Regions from separate parts of the Mus musculus genome. Here region 1 is linked to region 2. Evidence: chromatin contacts called from public HiChIP or PLAC-seq data. All regions are on one chromosome and are shown on one strand. Each heading gives the region's core, a stretch centred on a gene start, on an enhancer-like site or on the middle of the called end of the contact. The rest is flanking DNA. Distances are from core to core; before and after follow the strand shown. Region 1 has its middle 7.2 kb from the start of Gm41239. Region 2 overlaps Gm35967 (a long non-coding RNA gene).

Region 1 (2,975 bases), core at 429-2,928, 120 kb before region 2:
GCTGAGCCATCTCACCAGCCCTGAAGAAGCAGTTCTAAGGTGTCCTTTTAATAGCCAATAGTATGTTGAATTATGGACTTCAGTGTTGAAGAGTAACATTTTATATATATATATATATATATATATATATATATATATATATATATATATGTGTGTGTGTGTGTGTGTGTGTGTGTATGTGTACATACATACATACATACACACACACACACACACACACATATATATACTCAAAATGCATAAAAGACAGACAGTGTTTGAAGATAAGATTTCTGTTCACCAGAGTCTGAAGGAGTTAACTTACGTAAGACACAGCAAGGTTGGGAGCAATATTAAAGATCTAAGGTCAAGGCCTGGGAATCTGACTTGTGGGTGACTTACTGAGAGCAATATACCAATGTCACCTAAGTAATTAATAAGTGGGTTATTATTTTGAGACAGGATCCTGCTAGGTGGCTCAAGCTGAACTAAAGCTTGGTATTCTGACCCCCCCACTTCATACTGCCTCAGCTCCCCAAGTGCTGGGATTAAGACTGTAGGCCACCACGCCCAGCTCCAGAGTTATGTTTTTATTAGAAGTCTTAAAAAAAAACCCTCATTACTGTATTATGAAATCAGTCGATACGACGCTGGAGACCTTCATCTGCTCTTTCCTGATTTTGTGACTTCATATAACAGAGATACCTCTCAGATGAGCTGGACTGAATGTCCAGAATTATAGTTTTTAACGTTCAGTTTAGGATTTTGATATGACAGTTGGTCTCCAGCCACAGTTCATGCCTGTTCTCTTGGCTTTGGAGAAAGTGGGTTTTAAGGAGTTAAAAGGAGAAAACAAGAGTCTCTGCTGGCTGCTCTGAGATGACAAAATCAGATAGGTATTTGACAGAAAGAACTTCAAAGCCACGTCCAGTGGCAGCATTGGCCCTAATACAATGGCGTGACCATTTACTAGCACTTTTTCAAACACGGACAGAAATGAAGAGCTCAGAATGTGGAAATGGAGACTCCCAGCAACGTGCTTCAGGGTCTCAGAAATCAGGGCATGCACAGGAGAGCTGCTTTGGACACCTCTCCTTCCTTTTACACTCCCACTTAGCTTTCCTTTTAAGTGTCAAGTGAAGCAGGTGGTGGACCTGTCATTTTGACATTCCTCTGCAAATTAATTAGGCTTTGAGAGCATAGGTCAGCTCTGCCACGCAGGGGAGCTTCAGCTCCGGGATTCTGGCAGGAGTTCAAGAGGAGTGTTATTGCTTTGAACTCACTTGTTAGCCGTGCAAAATAAACACTATCCACCTTGCAATAAAAAAAAAAAAAAGCATCGGCAGGAGAGAAAAAGAGAACGTTCTAAACCCCTCCCTTGAGCCTCCAAACCCCTGGGCTGTGGCTGCTAAATTAGGACACGAAAAATCAGGCCCGCTTGTGAAAAGAAAAAAAAAAGGGGGGTGGGGGTGGGGGGAAAAGCCATCTTACAACAAACACCCAAAAATTAACGATCGCTGAGAACTACTGATATTTTCATGATCCGAAGCGGACTGAGAGTCGGAGAGTTCACGGATGCGTCCCGGCGCTCCTGTAGAATGTTTCCTGGCTAATTATTTGCCACTACCACTGTTCACTTCCTGTGGTGGATTTATGCTAAATCCTGTTATTAGTCTTGCTCTGCAGTTGCCATTGTCTCTGAGTAGAGGCAAGCCTGAAAGGGTGCAGTCAGCCCTTTATTACGCAACATGTGAATGGGGATTTGACCCAATGTCCGACCACTTCCCCGCTTCAGTTTTTATGTGAGCTTGCTGAGCCTTCCCCAATAAATCACCAGGTTACAGTGAACTTTTACTCTTTTTTTCTCTCTTTTAACTCCACTGTGTGTGTGTGTGTGTGTGTGTGTGTGTGTGTGTGTGTGTGTGTGTGACAGAGAGAGAGAAAGAGAGAGAGAACTAATGCACACACATTCACTTAAAAGATAACATAATTCCATTGCCTTTTCAGACAGTAGGTAAAAACCTATACCCAATTTCTACTGTTCTTCCTCCCCAAAATATGTAGAACCACATTTGATGCCTTCATCTCATCCTATGATTTAATAACTTATATTTAAACAACAATTTTAAACAAATGTGATGTGCAAACGGCCCGAATACCTGTGGGAAAAGCTAATATTCCTGACAAAATCCAGCTGAGTTCTTGAGCCCTTTAACGGAACGTGGTATCATCTTAAACACAACTTTTCCTTTAAGTAAAACTAGCACAAGTATTGTCTCTTTAATCAAAGTATTCTATTCTAAATCTTTAAACTACATTATAATGTTTAATGAGAATATTTCCACCATGTTTATGAGTATCTCAGATTTAAACATTAAATACTAAAAATTATCATTTTTAAAAGCCATGAACTTGTGTTAGATAAAAATAAGATAATGATAGACGCTTCAGTTTTAGCTTAAATATTCCATTATTTTGCCTCTAATGACTTTATAAACACACCTGTGATTCCGGTGTGAATGTTTTAAAACTCTATCAGATTATAGCTATGAATATTCACAGTAGTGAAACTACAGACTATAAATTCCTCTCTCACAGATTTTTTTCTAATATGCACATAAACAGTTACTATTTAAGTCTTTGAAAATCTTATTTCCATTAACTGCAAATCTTGTTTGTTTTGCCATTTTTTTTTCTGCCATAAGTCTTATGAGGAATGTTCATCTAGAAACACTCAGATATTGGGATACATGTTCAGCTGAATGAATTTAAATTATAAAATAGACATTAATATGGGTAGGTAAACTAGTTACATTAACCAAACTCTGGAATACTGGTGGTGCTGGCTTGGGTAAGCATGGCATTTGTAAGCTCATATGCTTGGAGACTTGATTCTCTCTTGGTGGAACGGTTCCGGGAGGATTAGCAGGTTTGGCCTCCTTAGAGGAGCTATGTCACTGGGAAAAAGTCTTGAGGTTCCAAAAGACTTGTGCCAT
Region 2 (3,129 bases), core at 156-2,655:
AGCCATGATCTCCAGAAAGGACAAAAATCACTAGCATATAAGACACCATTTTTTTCCTAATTGTCTCTATGATATGAAGTATTTGGTTCAGGAATGTCATATGACTTCTGACTCATCACTGCTTGAGCAATCTCTGGCAACTAATCTTGTCCTAAAACCTAATTTTCTGTACTTTGCACATCCTGGAGAGCAGTAAAATATAAGTACTTAGATATCCATGAGATGGCACAAGGGAGATACAGAGGCAAATACACTACTTTTGAAAATGACTATAAAGAAATAAACAATTTTTGAGGCACATGACTTTTTTTTTTTTTTTTTTTGAGACAGCGTTTCTCTATGTATTCTTTACTAGGTTGGAACTCACTATGTAGACCAGGCTGGTCTTGAACTCACAGAGGATGCACCGATCTTTGCCTCCCAAGTGCTGTGATTAGAGGAGTGTTCTACTATGCCAAGATAACATGACTGGTTTTTTTTTTAAAGATGAAGAAAGCAACATGTTGCTCATCCTAGGCACTTATTCCATTTTTTTTCTGGAGACTGACACATAGGAATCCTTCCATTTAACAAGGTAGCTCTAAACATGGGTGGGATTTTTGTTCACAAAACCATCCAGTGGGTCTGATGTCCTTTTCTGGCCTCCTCAGGCACCAGGCTTACACAAGGTGTGCATGCATGCATGCAGGTAAACACTCTTACACATAAAATAATTCTAACAGAAAAATCTAAATAGATTCAGATAAAGTACTAATTTGACTAAGCGATGTGTGACAGACTGTTGTACAAGCACTTTCTTTCCCTCCAGAATGGTACCTTTGAACCATCTTTGAACCGATTAAAACCCTCCACATCCCTTTGACCATTGTTCTGTCAAAGCCTGAGTGTGAACTGGGACACATTGATGCCATCTCTGGCCAATGCCGGGGCTCTCAGAGAGCTGGGTCTGAAGTTCTGGCTTGATAGGAGGCAGACTTTACATTTTCTGTCTCATTCTAAGGGAAGTCACTGGGAAAAATTCTGACCACATGGGACCTACATTTATGAGAGTCCAAGCTAGTCATGATAAGAGGTCTTATGCAGACAGAGAAGCGTAACTAGCCTCTGCCTGCTCAAGGCATTCCATCTTAGGAACCAAAACATGACAGAAGACATCTTCAGGGGGTGTCTAGATCCAGCTACCGTCTCACTGCAATGATCCAAGAACTCCCAGTTTGGCTCATTAATCTCCCAAATCTTCGAGCTGATAATGAACTATTGTCCTCAGCACTGAGTTTGGGGATTGTTCCCCACTAGGACCTCTCTTCTCTTGTCTCTTTTAAGTTACCCAAGCAGCTTCAGCTGTTTCTAAGCAACATGTCTGTCTGCTCCTTCCACTGCGTAACAACTTCCTTCTCCAAACCTCAAAACGCCATGTGGTCATTACATCTTCTGATTCAACCTTTCCTTTACAAGTTGGCATGCTAGTACAGATATTTATATGTCAACCAGACACCTCTATATCAAATGCAAAGGCACTTCAAGGTTGCTATATGCTTACTCCTCTTCCCCTGCTTTACAGATGAGAAAGTAGAGATGAGGAAACGAAGACCAAAGGAATGGTAACTAGAAGAGCTGTAGGCTCAATCTCATAAATCTGAGCTCCCGAGTTGGGAGAACCTTCATGGTTTGCCTCTACCTAACACATCTTTCCTCATTCATGAGAGAGCTCCTTGTAGGTATGAGCAGTTCTTTGCCTGCTCTCAGCCCTGTAGGTAGCTCCTCAAAAAACTAACTAGGCCCAGATCAACTGAATCAGATAGCTTGTCTCCACTTAGTACCCACACAGGTCAAAATTTATCTGCCCTGTTTTATTTTGGGTATAATATGTACAGATGTTGAAAACAATGTTGTTGTTGTTGTTTTTAATGTGTTCTTTCAAAAATGTATTAAATGTTTTTAAATTTTCCATTATTTTTCTTTTATTGACAATAGATATTTTCTATAAAATATATTGATTAATTTCCCCTCCCCAACTCCTTTGAGATCTTATCCTTCACAATAGTCCCAAGAGCTTGAGTTGTGCCTCATACATAAACATAGAGAGTACTGAGTAGTTCTTGAATGAATGAGCAAATCCTGATCTAGACTGATCTTGGTGGATAGTTAGATTCATGACCACTTAGGAATAGTACAGGGACAATGTTCAGGTCGTGGCAACAGAGATTGGTACCTCTCAATCTTGCATAGTTATGAGTACCTGAATCTACCCCAGCTCCTGAAAACATACTATAACTAAGAAGGAGAGTACTTTCAATAATTGCCTCAGGAAGACATAGAAGTGCTAGATGTTTGTATGGTCTTGGTATGAGCTTAGTTTCAAAAACTAATAGTATTAGAATTCAGATGGCAGGTTTCTAGTGGCTGAGATTAGTTTTTAAAATATTTAATTGATTTTTATTTTTGTAATTTCACAACATACACCCCAGTCCCCCTCATCTCCCTGACCCTCCATATGCAACCTCTTGCAACCTCTCCCCAAAAGAAAACTAAGTTAAAAAAAAATCTCATTGGGGAAGATATAGTGTGTCACAGTGTGCCAGAGATTATCTCTTTTGCCTAAACAGCTTTTCTTGAGCCATTTAGTTCAAGGTTCCTGGCTTCTGCTACCCTCTCAGTACTGGATCCTTGCTGGGACTCACCTTGGATAGTCTGTTGTGGCTCTGTGTTGTGGAGATTTTACAGCTTTGGATCTATAGGATGGGCCCCTTCACATGCTCCAGAATGTCACACATGGGGTAATGTTGGTTAGGCCAATTCAAAGTCCTAGATAGTAGCTGAGTTGGCTAGCCTGACAGCTCTACTTCACTCACACCACCAGTGTGAGCTTTCCAACACTGTCCTGCCTAGCAAACCCAGTGCTACAGCTGGCAAGGGACAGGGTCTGCTCTCCTGAGTGCTGTAGGTGGTGAAGAGTTGGGCCAGCTCTCTTGTTCTCATGCCCTTAGAGCCAGCTCACCCACAATGTCTAGGCAAGGGGTAGGGCCAGGTCTCCAGAGTGCTGCAACTGGTGAGGAGCGGGCCAGTTCTATGCAGCCATCAAACATCAACAAGTTTCGATGGAGCAGTCGAGACCAGGGATGTTTGCAT

The links. HiChIP or PLAC-seq counts read pairs in DNA pulled down with a chosen protein or histone mark.
Region 1: a contact with region 2 is called in an H3K4me3 HiChIP or PLAC-seq map of bone marrow-derived macrophages, with 4 times the contacts expected there. The contact joins two enhancer-like sites. A contact is called at or near these places in 2 of 39 promoter capture datasets (embryonic stem cells and liver), 1 of 484 Hi-C or Micro-C datasets (embryonic stem cells) and 2 of 115 datasets of contacts at active chromatin or transcription factors (CD8 T cells and bone marrow-derived macrophages).

What each region holds. Positions count from the first base shown.
Region 1 is chr14:105,814,169-105,817,143 of GRCm38.p6, reverse strand. No RefSeq gene overlaps it. Among named protein-coding and RNA genes, the nearest start is that of Gm41239, 7.2 kb to the left of the region's middle. Within about 2 kb of position 1,678, at least 62 of the 459 cell types and tissues checked have an H3K27ac peak or open chromatin away from gene starts, as enhancers often do. A contact at or near this core is called in bone marrow-derived macrophages, where this site is marked.
Region 2 is chr14:105,692,162-105,695,290 of GRCm38.p6, reverse strand. The region is part of intron 1 of Gm35967 (a long non-coding RNA gene); the gene reads left to right. Among named protein-coding and RNA genes, the nearest start is that of Gm35967, 35 kb to the left of the region's middle. Within about 2 kb of position 1,405, at least 12 of the 459 cell types and tissues checked have an H3K27ac peak or open chromatin away from gene starts, as enhancers often do. A contact at or near this core is called in bone marrow-derived macrophages, where this site is marked.